4 separate regions of the Mus musculus genome follow, and all the other regions are linked to region 3. A link is a contact called in public Hi-C, HiChIP or PLAC-seq and promoter capture Hi-C data. All regions are on one chromosome and are shown on one strand. The core of a region is the stretch at or near the end of the contact, and the rest is flanking DNA. Distances in the headings are between cores, read along the strand shown.

Region 1 (2,942 bases), core at 374-2,873, 180 kb after region 3:
TAGCCTCTCTTGCCCCATCCACCATGGTTCCTGTGATGCATAGCAAATGCTCTACTCCTACTCTGCAAGCATCGTAGATGGTGAAGGGCAGAGGTGATATCCTGAAGGCCACCACTGTGGCTCACACCTCAGGCTTTGCAGCACCCCTGGCCCCACATAGAAGATCTGAGCTTGTTCTTTTTGTTCTTTTTGTTCTTCTTTTGTTCTTCCGATGTGAGCAGCTGCACAGTTGACTACTAGGCAGAACAAGTGTGCTTTCTGCCCACACGCCTTCCCTTGCCACTCCCCAGTTTCTGTCTATGAGGGCGGCCCCTGCTCTGCTGTGACCTGTGTCTGCAGAACCGTGCGACATTGAAGAGGAAAAGGAAGAGGAGGAAGAAGAAGAAGAAGAAGAAGAAGAAGAAGAAGAAGAAGAAGAAGAAGAAGAAGAAGAAGAAGAAGAAGAAGAAGAAGAAGAAGAAGAAGAAGAAGAAGAAGAAGAAGTAAAAATGGGGATGAAAAGGAAAAAAATGTAAAAAGTACTTTTTTATCTAAAACGTTGCCAACAATCTTTGGCCTATGCACATAGGAGTGCCCCTACTAACGCTGTGTAAATCACACAGCTCTGCGCACATGACAAAAAAAAAAAAATAAGTGTGATAGTTAAAGGTAAACAAGATGATAGTAGCTGCCGTTGTTTAATTCCTACTCCATGGTAGTGTTCAAACATCTGAACAGAGTTCAATTCCAAAAAGCGTTTCCGAGTATCACTGTGGTGCTGGGCCCCAGGAAGAGGGGAGTTCCTGTGGAGGACTAGTCCAGCGGAGAAGGCAGATGAACAGTCTCTGATGAAAACCAAGGAAGGCTTCTCCCGTGGTGACGACCAAAAGTGCGCAGTGTGGCGCTGAAGGATGAGCAGCAGTGTGCTCGCTCTCAGAGAGTGAGGACAAAGAATGTTCCAGGACTGCGGGAAATACGAAGATATCACAAGCCTGGGCTTGTAAGCAGTCCACAGGGCCAGGAAGGGTCAAGATGGGGTTCAGGCCACCTTTAGCTGACTCCAACCCCCAACAATAAGCAGCAGGATGTTTTATTGATAGTGTTTCAGTTTCTTCTACTTCTACCCAGCATCTCGGTTTCCTGATTGGAAGCTCCACGAAGCCCAGATCTGCGCTTTTGCCATAGTCTACCAGACACATGAGACGTTAAAAATATTGGTCAATGTATTGTTCGGGACCCTATTTTTCAAAGTTTTACAAAGTATAGCATATTTCAAATGTGTGCAAGTCTGAGGGAGAAAAATATCCAAGTGCCTCTGTGCCTGTCATCCGATTCTGACATTTGTCAGCTGTGAACAAGTATGAGCCACCCATGCCACCTCCATCTGCAGCCTGGATGGTTTTAAAGTCTACTAATGCCCAGCTGGCTGCCTAATGGGGAGCTTTTCCTGGGATGCATTTTCTAGGAGCCCCAGTTGACCCCTGCAGATGAAAGTTTTCTGTTGTTACTTCAGTGAGATCTGAAGAGTGGGAAGGTGTGGGAACTGGGATCTACCCTAGGGCTCTGTTCCCTAACTGTGACCTTGGACAAGCAAAGCCATTTCACCTTGGTTCCCTTTCCGTCCACCAGGGGGAGTGAGTGAGCAGTGTGGAAGCCTTCCCCTTGTGCCAGGACAGGAAGGAAGCCTCAGTAAGGCACTTCCTAGCTGTTTGCCTTTGGCAAGCTACTTACTTCTCTGAACCTCCATTTCCCCACTTACATTATCTACCTCGGAGGTTGCTCAGGGAATCATGAAACAGTAAAAGTTTGAGCAGTTGACAGATTTGAGGGTGAATTCAAGACCAGGCCACGTTGCGGGTTTAAATACTCCATTAGTGATTCCTTCAATATTTTCTATCACTTCTTTGGAAAACCTCTACCTACAATAGAACAGTACAGGCGTGATCACTACCTCATTTATCTTTAAACAAAGATATTCTTTAAGTTTCTCATTAGCATAAGGCAAGCAAGCAGTGTGACATCACAGAGACCCAGGGCATTGACAAAGACTCTGCCCTCCCCCATTGTCTTTTCTCTATAACCCCAGATCCAACCCTAAAGGAAAAACCTGTCAGGCTCAGACCAGGAAAAGTGGCAGAGAGGGGGATGGGCGTGCCCACTCCTCAGGAAACCCAGGTCACCTTAGAGAACCTGACCTTCAGGTGCTCTGAGGGTTCCCACAACAGCCTGCCTCTCACAGAGGATGCAATTTACAAACCCATCGTTTCTCACTTGAGAGGCTCCTTGACAGCGAAAGCCTGTGGGGTCTCCCCAGTGGCACCCTCATTAAGGAAATGCAATTTAATTGTCATTGGGACTGGGGACCTGCGTTGGATGCTACTTTCAGCGCTTACTCTGCAGTGACAAAGCGGTGGAGGATGCCAGAAGCATGCCGGCCTGGAAGGAGGGAGGGGGGTGGCATCTGAGGAGTGAGCTAGTGCTGAATTGCCCCATCTGTTGCGTTAATAACCAATTGGTCCAGGGGCTGGGACATACGGTACCTATTAGGATCTGTCTGCACATACGTAACTGCTCATTTCATCTGCACAAATGACTGCTTACTTATGCAAATGGCAGGCCTAAATGCCCAAATTGGAAAATGCAGCTAGGAAGGCACTTCCTTAACAAAGGTTATGTTCAAACCCCACAGAGGTCGAAGCGTAGGAGCACCATGCTGTGGATGTGTTAAAGAAAGCAAGCAATGTGGGGAAGGACAACTGTATTGGAAAGATGTTGGCGCTGACAGCCATGGCTCCTGTAATCTATGGTACAGAAACAGTGTTAATGGTAACAAAGGGCTGGGTGTGATCTCAGACGCTTCTATTTCCAACCCTCAGGAGGCAGGGAGCCAGAGGCAAATGGGTCTCTGTGAGTTTGAGGCATCTGGTCTACGTAGGAAATTATTGGACAGCCTGGGCTACTTA
Region 2 (3,256 bases), core at 473-2,972, 230 kb before region 3:
TATGAGCCTTCAGGAAGTGACAGCACTCTGCTGGCAGCATGTGACATGGTTTAGTTTTCATTTCATCTACACATTCCTGCCCATGGTCAAAGGCACTAGCTTACCATGATGGACATGGTACGTTTTTTGGTTTTGGTTTTGTTTTTCAATGAGGAATTTAAATGACAAGCATGATGTCATCAACACTTCAGGGTGCTGTAATTGTGACAGCATTGCACATGACAATTGTAGGAAGCTGTTCAGGGTGGTGTGAGCTGCCTGTCCAGTCTGACCCCTCCCACACAGTTGTAGGAGAGCTTAGGAAGTCTCCCTGGAGGGGCAGCTGCCACTCTGTCCTGGAGACTGCCCTGTGTCCCCCACCCCCACCTCTCTTCTCTTTGCCCTGTAGAACCTCCTCCACAACCTCTACTGCTTCTATGCCTTGGAGCCAAGATCTGCCAGCTTATATTGGGCAGCAGGTGTCCTGTTGTCCCTCAGGGGTCTCCAGCTTCTGGACCAGGCTGTTGTGGGGATGCAATCCTGCAGCAGCAACCCCTTTGGGACTGGATCCTGAGTCCCCAGGGCTGCACATCCTCACTCTCTTCTTCATCTTCCACAGACCCCACCCTGGGGCAGGTGACTCAATCTGTCACCCCATCTTATTATGTGCCCCTTGAAGGTAAGGAGAGGGACATCCTGAGCTTTGCATCCTCAGAACCTGGTCCTGATCCAGAGAAGGCCCATCGTGGCATTCCATGAACAAGAATAGAAATAACGACAGCCCAGTTTACAGAACACCAGCTGTGTCGCGTGTCACATGATGATGTTAACTTTATGTTACCATCTCAGTAAAATTTCCCCATAGTATCAAGCATAAACGCACACACCAACCCTGTCACACCAACCCCGTCGTATCAACGGGGATGTTGACTAAGAGATCTCAAGTGTCAAGGAGCTACAGCATGTGACAGAACTGATACTTGTATAAAGGGGGCCGCCACACTACCTTCTCCAGAAACCACAGGGGATACACGTGGTGACCCCTTTTCCAACTCCACAGTAAGACAATCAAGGTGAGCATGCAGGCCCACTTTGCTGTTTCCTGATAGCTCTGCTGCAGGGGCACAGGCCCTGGCTTCCCAAGACTGCAAGCAGCCTTCCCTATTCAGACTTGCCAGGCAGTGCCCTGGCCCTGGGGTGGTTAGTCAGGTCTCCACCCCACCCCCACACTGTACAGGATTATGCTGCAGCCACCTTGCTCTGGGCCCAGCTGCCTAGCTTGTGTGCAAATTTGTGCTGATTTAATTAGCTTGTTTAGTCACCATTGCTGGTGGAAGCAGGAAGTAGCTACCAAATGACATTCTGCTCCCTGTGACTCTGTAATCGCTTTTGCAAGGGACATTATGTTAATATCGCACACAAGCAGGGAGGACGAGGCTGCCAGGCCCAGCCATATGTGCATCACAACCCCCCTGCTTTGTGATCCGGGTCATTGAGATCCTCAGCCTCTGCAAGCTGCAGCTGATGGGCAGAGGCCCTCTGGCAGCTGACCTGTCTGTCATTGGAACCTTATATCAGGGATGATAACAGTGGCATGGAGATTCATGCTAGAGTCTTGATACTTCTGAGACAGGAAAACCTTTGTCACTTGCTTAAGAAAATCAGCATCCTTGCCACAGTCTAAGTTCTGTTACTAGGCAATACCAGGGCACCAGCCTCAAGGGTGAGGCCTTTCTGTGTAAGCCTTCCAATCACCTGCTGCTCCTTGTTTAAAAGCTGTGGGAACTGAGGCTCCAGAGTGCAACCAGGGTGCTTAGGGCCACTCCCAAGACAGGAAGATCCCAGGTCTGGGACCCCTGTGGACCCAGCACTACAGCTGGAAAGCAGTTAGGGAGGGTATTATCATCCTCAGCCATCTCCCCAACACCGCAGCACCAAGCAAATCCAATCAATGTTGGCCCTTGGAGGTCTCCTTTAAATCAGGTTGCTAGGCCCTTCCCCAGAGCACCTGAGCGAGTGGGTCCATAGTAGGATCTGAGAGTTGGCATTTCCAATCAGTTCCCAAGCCAGGTGGTTGGTCCTAGAGGGCACCTTTGGGGAGCACCGACCCAGGTGGCCCTCATTCTCTGTCTCTTGGAGGCCCAAGATGGGCAATGGATGATTGCTACCCCAATCTACAGATGAGGCTCAGGCCAATTTATGTTTCTAAGAACTCCCAGCTGCCTAGCCTTGAAGAAGCCTCTGTCCCCAGCAGAAAGGTCACAAAGCGGAGAAGTCTGATCCAAGAGGCTGTGTGTCATAGGCCAGCTTACTTTCTGAGGTCTGGTTTGGGTCTCACTTGACAGTTGCTTCATGCTTCCTTGCAGGGCCACCAACTGAGCCCTAAACTCTGAGGGTTTGGATAGAGTGTACCACTGGGTGGGGCTCCTCTGCACAGGGTGATACGCGCACTCTGTGAGGAAGACGGAAACAATTGATCACCGATACTTCTCTTCCTTACTTGGCAGTTAAGGTCTACCAGGCTGGCCGGACTGACCCCTGTTTAACCTCTCTCTCTCTCTACATGTCCACCAGGTGTCCAGAAGAGGTAATTTCCAGGGTGTTTGCTCAGGCTGGGCCCAGGATACACTGTTCTCCCCATGTCTGTCAGTCTTCTTCCAAGAGGCCCCGCTAAAGCCACCCTGCTGAGACATGGGCAGGGCAGGCAGGTGAAACCCTTGTCCCCTGCTCACACTTTCAACAGCTTCCTTTCCTTGACCCTCTGAACAGACAGCCAATCATCCTTTAGGCTTGTGGAGATGGTGCAGGGTCCCAGTGACTTGTGTGCCTACCCCTGAGATGCAACCATTTTCTTCTTTCTCTTTCACCTCCTTCTCTCTCTGCCACAGACTGAAATCCTGAGCCCAAAGCAATCTTTCCCTCTAAATTATCTCAGGAATTATACTTGTTTGCTTTCTGTTACTTTGTCTCCCCCAAAAGCATGTTGGGGGAAGAAAGGATTTATTTTGTTTATACTTAGACATCATAGTCCATTATTGAGGGAACCCAAGGCAAGAACTCAAGCATAGAGGAAGGCTGCTCATTGGCTTTCTCTCTCTGCCTTGCTCCTCTACTTTTCTTATACTGTCCATGCCCATCTTCCTAGGGATGGCACTGCCCACAGTGGGCTGAGTCCTCCTATATCAGATAATAGCCATGAAAATGCCTCACAGAGATGCTTTCAAGCCAATCTGATGGAGGCACTTCCTCAATTGAGGTTCCCTTTTCCCAGGGGACT
Region 3 (3,305 bases), core at 42-2,541:
AGGATGAGACCTGGCTGTCTCTTCTAGATAGTGCCACCACTGCTGCTATCCAACTCTACCAAACTGGACTGCTAGTATATCCATAAAGTGTTTGGGAGTGGATTGAGCTGCTGCTGCTGACCTGTGAACTGAACTGCTGATTTCCGACAACCCAGATAGGATTTTCTCCAAAGAACCACGTCTAAACAGGTCCACTTCCCCGCCCCCCCCCCGCCCCCTGTATCCTTTCTTTTCTACTACCTGGTGGGTGGTAGGCTAGAAGGGAGGCAAAAGCATTTAAGAACTATCATTAAAAATAAGGCCTAAGAACCAGGTGTGATGTCGCACGCCTTTAATCCCAGCACTCTCGGGAGGCAGAGGCAGGTGGATTTCTGAGTTCGAGGCCAGCCTGGTCTACAGAGTGAGTTCCGGGACAGCCAGGGCTACACAGAGAAACCCTGTCTCAAAATAAATAAATAAATAAATAAATAAATAAATAAATAAATAAATAAATAAATAAATAAAAATAAGGCCTAAAAAAATTAAAGTTACAACATAGAGAAACCATGTCTCAACAAAACAAAAATTAAAAACAGAGAAGGGGGAAGGGTTCACTGCTCCAAGGACAAGAAGATCATTGCCCCAGGTTATCACACAGAGCAGGGGGCTTTACATAAATCAAAGTTTTATTGGACGGAAAGGGTTAAAACATTTTGCAAGAAAGTCTTACAAGGTGGAAGACAGGAGATAAAAATGTTTTAATTCCTTGTCCTAAACACACATTTTTATAGTATTTGATAGAAAAGAACCATATTTGATTTTCTTACATCCCAGTCCCAAATGATGCATAGCCTGAAATTCAACCTCTCTCTAGACGAATGGCCATCCTCACAACCACAGTCCTTCCTGTTTCCCTTTCAGTAGGGCTTTCCTTGCCTCCCAACTTCTAACAGAGATCCACATTAGGCTCCTGTCTTCTGCTAGGTGCCTGGACTCTTATGTCCTTAATCCCTTCCTTACCTCAACCCCAGCTTCTCGGTGTTCTACACCTCAACTTCCTACCCAGGCTCCTGGTGTTCTGGACTCCAGCTCACCCACCCACACTCCATCTCTCTTCAGTGAAGTTGGGGCCTCTAGGTCAGTCCCGTCCTCGCCTCACACAGGTCTGGCCCCAACGGTTCTCCACCCTCCCCCAGCCCGCATGCGCAAGTGTCCCCCCTCCCCCACATCCACACTCCCCCACCCCACCCCACCCCACACACCTCACACACACACACCCCACGCCCTGTGCTCAGGCCGGCTCCGAGGTCCCGCAGGTTGCCCGACAGGAGGCCGAGAGATGGTGCCCAGCCGCAGTGGGCAAAGGCCAGATGGGCCTCGCTTAATCTACGTGACCCGCTTCGCCTCGCACCGCCATGGCGTGTGGCAGCTGAGGGGTCTCCGAGGTTTCGGCCATCGAGGCCCAGGGCTCGGGGCCCGCTGTGCCTCAAAGCAAGCAGCGGTGGAGCCCGGGGCCCGGGGAGGAGAGCGGCCCACTGGCTCCCAGGCCGGGGTCACTGACACCCCGGATTCCGCCCCTTTCCAGCGGAGGTCGAGAGCGCCCAGGGCCCGGGAGCAAGCAGCGCAAGCAGGTGGCACGGCAGCGGGAGGGATCGTCCTGTCAGCGGCCTGCTGCTGACTGGGCAGCTCCCGCGCCATTTTGTGCGCGCGGCTTCCGTCAGCCAGGCTTCGCGTCAGCCTTCCTGTCAACCTTTGTGTCAGTCTTCCTTTGTCTCAACCTTTGCATCTGCCAGTCTTTCTGTCAGCCTTCCTGTCAGCCTCGGTGTCATTTTCCTCTCAGCCTTTCCTGTCAGCATCCTAGTCAGTAGGCAGCCAGGCTCCTCTCTCCTGCCAGTCTGTGTTGGAGCCATAAGTTTAGGAGAATTCCTTTAACTCACTTAGTGGGGTGGGTAACCTGTAAAAAGGCTGCAGGATATTTAAGATAACCTAGAGACCTGAGAGAAGTTCTTGGATGTAGCTACTTCAGTCGCTCAGAGAAATGGAAGTTTGGCGCGCTTGTTGGTTATTTTTCACTGACATTTATTGAAATTGCTAATTACAGGAGCTGGAGAGGTGGCTCAACGGGTTAAGAGCACTGGTTATTCTTCCATATGATGTAGGTTTGGACCTCAGCACCCACATATAACTGATTGTAATTCCAGTTCCAAGGCATCTGACGCCCTCTTCTGCCCTCCTTGGGCATCATGCATCTACAAGGTGCACAAGCAAAACACATATACACATACAGTAAAATAGAAAATGAATTGCTAATTACCTGATATATATTCAATCAGACCTCTTAAGAGACGTTGAAGCATCCTGTTAAAACACAGAAGATCTGAAGATGTAGTCGTGGCCCACACTTTTAATCCCAACACTAAAGAGTCAGAGTCAGGCAGATCTGTGAGTTTGAGGCCAGCCTAGTCTACAGAGCAAGTTCCAGAACAGCCAGGACAACACAGAGAAACACCTTTTACCTATACTTTTCAAAGCAATTTTACTGAGCTTTCATTAATAGTGTATCCAGTTCACCCAGTTATGGTACACAAGTTAATGGTTCTTACATATCCACAGAGTTGTGTCCTTAACATTCCATTTTAATGTAACTGTAATATCACAGAGAAACTCTGCACCCCTTCAAAGGCATCATAGCCCCTCACCATTGCCTCTACTACCCACTAATCTTAGCCCTATCTATGCAAGTATTAGTCTGCATTGTCTCTATAGATCTATTTTGGACATATCTAGATGGAATCTATATGTGGGCGGCTTCTCTTCCTCAGGCCTATTCTTTTTTCATGTTAATTTTAGATCCTATTAATTCACTGATCAGTTCACTAACTGACTAACTAATGTAGTTAGCTCCATCACTGATTCTCATAATTTTCATGTATTTTACAGGTGTATGTTATTTGTGGAATTTTTGTTTTTGTTTTTAAGACAGGATCTCACTGTGTATCTTCAGCTGGCCTGGAATTCAGTGTGTATACAAGGCTGACCTTGAACTCATAGAGATCTGCCTGCCTCTGCCTCCCAAGTGCTGAGATTAAAGATATGTACCACTATCCCCAGCTGGCATATCCCATTTGCAAACAGGGATAATCTTATTTCCCTCTTATTCATTCTTATGCCTACCATAATCTTTTTGTCTAATTATACTGGCTAATACCTCTCGTGCAGGATGAATGGTGTAGAGATAACAGACACCTTACCTTGTTCTTATTCTTAGGAGAAATGCCTCTAGTGTTTCACCATTAAATAAAGTACTGGTTTTAGGACTAAGACTA
Region 4 (3,156 bases), core at 65-2,564, 150 kb after region 3:
AGCTCTCACCGTTCAAGCACATACTTGGGAGGAAAGACTTCTCAAGGCTCAGACTCGTGAAAACACTGTGGGAGAGTGGGTGTGTTTGGCATCCTCCCAAGGCTGTGAGAGATCAGGTTGGGATGAGTTTGGGGATCAGGAGATGCTGAAAGCTGATGTAAGTCAGACAGACAAATCTCATGGCCTGGGGGACCCTTCAGTGTCCAACTGAAAGGCTACATTCACCAGGATGTATAATGAGAGTAACAACCACTGTCAGTTCTCCAGGACTTAATGTGAGGCAGGACCAAGCTAGGTTTGTACAACCTGACCAGGTTGTAAGTTGTATTTAGATCTGCTGGCCTCCCCTCCACACCAGAGGCAAGAAACCTGCACTTTGGAGAGGTTCTGTGACTTGCTCAGTTTCCCTGCCAGGTAGTCAAAGCCAGATCCAGAATAATCTAAATGGACCTCCTGACTTAGAATCCTGGCTCTCCCCTTCCCAGGGGAGTAGCTACACACCTCCTCCATCCTTGCCTCAGTCAGCTTCACTGCTATGACAGAATGACATAGACATGTCTGTTGCCCCAATTTATTTCTCAAAGTTCTTGAACCTGGGGTGCCTACAAGGAGCTGACAAGAGTCTAGAGGTGCACTGTAACATGTAACACATGAAAGCAATAAATGAAGCCAGGCAAGAATTTGGAGGTAGTGGCAGAAAGATCAAGTGTTCATCTCTGGCTACACAGCAAGGTAGTGACCAACTTGGGTCACACTGGGAAATTTGTTTCAAAACATCCCCAAAAAGCAACCAGCAACTGTAGCCTCCGTTCCTGAGCCATTACGGAGTTCCTACTCTGTCTTTGGCCTTGTCCGAGGCCTGGGGAGGAATGCAGAATGGCTTCTGCCCTTCCGGAACACTCAGGGGTCTGTGTTCTAAGAAACAGTGGCAAGGCGAGGCTTGTCACCCATGAAAAGGAGGAGGAATTGTGGCAGAAGTCACTGTGGACTTCAGCGAATTCATGAACGGTTCAAGGAAGGCTGGCATGCCCTGCCTGCTGAGTGCAAAGGAGATCATTATTCACCCTCTGCTGGCCAATTAATGCTGAACTCGGGCTGAACCTTTCCCTCTCCATTTAAATCCTGCCCTTAAGCCCAGAGGAAAGAGGAATCCTCTTCCCAACTTCAGAGGGAAAAAGAAATGGAACAGAACCCCCAAGATCAGCCTTGGTTTTCTCCTTCTAAATAAAGACTTCCGAGCAAGCCTGAGCTATTAGTGTTCATAGTGGGGACTGTGTTCTCGGCTGCTTCCCCTCTGCAGCTGCATCCTGATAGCTCTGGAATGGGGCAGCATGAGCCATCTGCTTGACAGTTTGTTTTATTTGGTAACCTTGACTGCAGACTGATTTGTCGCTCGCTCGGGCAGTTTACTGCCCCCGGGGACAGAGGTTGCTCTCAGCAAGTCAGTGGTGGGCACTAGGGTATGAGACTGAGCTAGTGAGGAGCCTTTGAGGATGGAAACACACCCATACAGCATGGCTGGCTTCTCCAAACCCATTCGTTGCCATGGCAACAGTAGCTGCCACCAATCTAGACCACTGTGCACCTATTTATTAGCATTGGGAGAGGATAGGCCTTGGGTTCAATTCCTGCTTCAGCTATTCTCTACAAGTCAGCCAGCCTTGACAATTCCCTCCTGCAGGTCCAGGTAAAATCACTTACAGCGTGGGAATTATGGTAAAGGTAAGATACAGGCTGCCTGGGAACCCTATTCTCCTGCCTCAGCCTCTGGAATGATGAGATTACTAAGACACCACCTTGCCCAGCTAATGACACTTATTTTTTGAGACAGAGTCTCACTATGTAACCTTGGCTGGTCTGGAACTATGGAGACCAGGCTGGCCTCAAACTCACAGAGCTCTGCCGCCCTCTGCATCCTGAGTGCTGGGATTAAAGGTATGTGTCACATTCCTGGCTCTAATGACACTTTTCTAAATAAGGTGAAATATCTAAACTTGGTATAAGTATCTCACACTGTAAAGGTTCCAATATATACACGGTGCTCACATGGGATATTCTCTGTAATAGCATCAGAAAACGGTGGCCATAGAAACAATGCACTATAAATCCACACAGGCTCACTAAATAAAACTTGTATTTCCATAGTGTGGGTTCTTCTACAGTCATTTAAAGGAGCACGGTTGTCCTCTCTGCTCTAATCAGTCTTCAGAGTCATATCTGGGGGTGGGGTGGGGGTGGATCTGTTTTGTTTTATTATTTTTAAACTCCAATTGTTTCTCTGTGTAGCCCTGGCTGTCCTGGAACTCACTCTGCAGACCTTGAACTCAGAGGTCTACCTGCCTCCACCTCCTAAATGCTGGGATTAAAGGCATGTGCCACCACTGCCCATCTTTAACTCCATTTGTGATATAAAACCAAAGCCCTTAAATTCAATCAGGAAATTGCCATGTAGTGGGGTGGTGTGTGAAGGGAAAACTCACCTGTTTCATCCCACCAAGGCATAGAAGCAGAGCCTTTGGGGTCTCCCAGAACCTCTGTCCTGTCCAGCATGGCCCCACCCATAAGGACTTCAAGAGTGGCAGCCCACCCAGTTAAGTCACTCAAGAGCTGAGAAACCCTGAGGCCACAGGACAGCTGTGGTTGCAGAGGAGGCTGCCAGCGACGGGCACTCCATGCTGCCATACACAGCAAGTACAGCCACTCGGCTCCCAGCACTGCCAGTGAACCATATGCTCTCCCAAGGATGGAGGCAGTGGTGGTCTTCTAGTGTGGTGAGCTTTGGGTTCAGCTTCCTGCCTGGGTGTCAGCCTGATGCCTTTGAAGTCAACATTGTCACCTATATCACCCTTCCTTCTCTTTTTCCTATGTGTTCAGAGGCAGCTGGATTAACTGTGGTAATTCCTCTCCCCCTCCCTCCTTCCCTCTCTCCCTCCCTCCCTCCATCCACCTTTCCCTCTTCCCCTCCCTCCCTGCCTCCCTCCCCCCTCCTCCTCTTCCTCCTCCTCCTCCTCCTCCTCCTCCTCCTCCTCCTTCTTCTTCTTCTTCTTCTTCTTCTTCTTCTTCTTCTTCTTCTTCTTCTTCTTCTTCTTCTTCTTTTTTCTTCTTCTTCTTCTTCTTCTTCTTCTTCTTCTTCTTCTTCTTCTTCTTCTTCTTCTC

The links. Promoter capture Hi-C pulls out the DNA fragments that hold promoters and counts their contacts. A called contact is a pair of places that touch in the nucleus more often than the background predicts. HiChIP or PLAC-seq counts read pairs in DNA pulled down with a chosen protein or histone mark.
Region 1: a promoter capture Hi-C map of embryonic stem cells shows a contact between it and region 3, with 2.7 times the contacts expected there. The contact joins the enhancer-like site here to the promoter of 4930524B15Rik in region 3. A contact is called at or near these places in 10 of 39 promoter capture datasets (the 3T3-L1 cell line, 3T3-L1-derived adipocytes, the HPC-7 cell line and 5 more), 33 of 484 Hi-C or Micro-C datasets (the Ba/F3 cell line, CD8 T cells, the G1E-ER4 cell line and 12 more), 12 of 115 datasets of contacts at active chromatin or transcription factors (embryonic forebrain, embryonic hindbrain, embryonic stem cells and 2 more) and 2 of 9 other capture datasets (embryonic stem cells and liver).
Region 2: a contact with region 3 is called in an H3K4me3 HiChIP or PLAC-seq map of bone marrow-derived macrophages, with 5 times the contacts expected there. The contact joins the enhancer-like site here to the promoter of 4930524B15Rik in region 3. A contact is called at or near these places in 1 of 39 promoter capture datasets (cranial neural crest), 2 of 484 Hi-C or Micro-C datasets (the N1E-115 cell line and macrophages), 5 of 115 datasets of contacts at active chromatin or transcription factors (bone marrow-derived macrophages, differentiating embryonic stem cells, embryonic stem cells and 2 more) and 4 of 9 other capture datasets (adipose tissue, embryonic stem cells, liver and 1 more).
Region 4: a Hi-C map of cerebellum shows a contact between it and region 3, with 3 times the contacts expected there. The contact joins the enhancer-like site here to the promoter of 4930524B15Rik in region 3. A contact is called at or near these places in 6 of 39 promoter capture datasets (the 3T3-L1 cell line, the C10 cell line, the HPC-7 cell line and 3 more), 14 of 484 Hi-C or Micro-C datasets (the AML12 cell line, the N1E-115 cell line, adipose-derived mesenchymal stem cells and 7 more), 6 of 115 datasets of contacts at active chromatin or transcription factors (embryonic stem cells, stem cell-derived anterior neural progenitor cells and stem cell-derived neural progenitor cells) and 1 of 9 other capture datasets (embryonic stem cells).

What each region holds. Positions count from the first base shown.
Region 1 is chr11:32,139,613-32,142,554 of GRCm38.p6, forward strand. No RefSeq gene overlaps it. Among named protein-coding and RNA genes, the nearest start is that of Gm39676, 4.4 kb to the left of the region's middle. Within about 2 kb of position 1,624, at least 37 of the 459 cell types and tissues checked have an H3K27ac peak or open chromatin away from gene starts, as enhancers often do. A contact at or near this core is called in double positive thymocytes and embryonic forebrain, where this site is marked.
Region 2 is chr11:31,732,994-31,736,249 of GRCm38.p6, forward strand. No RefSeq gene overlaps it. Among named protein-coding and RNA genes, the nearest start is that of Gm35131, 7.5 kb to the left of the region's middle. Within about 2 kb of position 1,723, at least 72 of the 459 cell types and tissues checked have an H3K27ac peak or open chromatin away from gene starts, as enhancers often do. A contact at or near this core is called in the N1E-115 cell line, bone marrow-derived macrophages, macrophages and 1 more, where this site is marked.
Region 3 is chr11:31,964,342-31,967,646 of GRCm38.p6, forward strand. 4930524B15Rik (RIKEN cDNA 4930524B15 gene) reads left to right here and starts at 1,292. Exons shown (of 5, transcript NM_026262.1): 1 at 1,292-1,610. The coding sequence starts at 1,319.
Region 4 is chr11:32,118,032-32,121,187 of GRCm38.p6, forward strand. No RefSeq gene overlaps it. Among named protein-coding and RNA genes, the nearest start is that of Gm51888, 7.7 kb to the right of the region's middle. Within about 2 kb of position 1,315, at least 95 of the 459 cell types and tissues checked have an H3K27ac peak or open chromatin away from gene starts, as enhancers often do. A contact at or near this core is called in cerebellum, cerebral cortex and stem cell-derived neural progenitor cells, where this site is marked.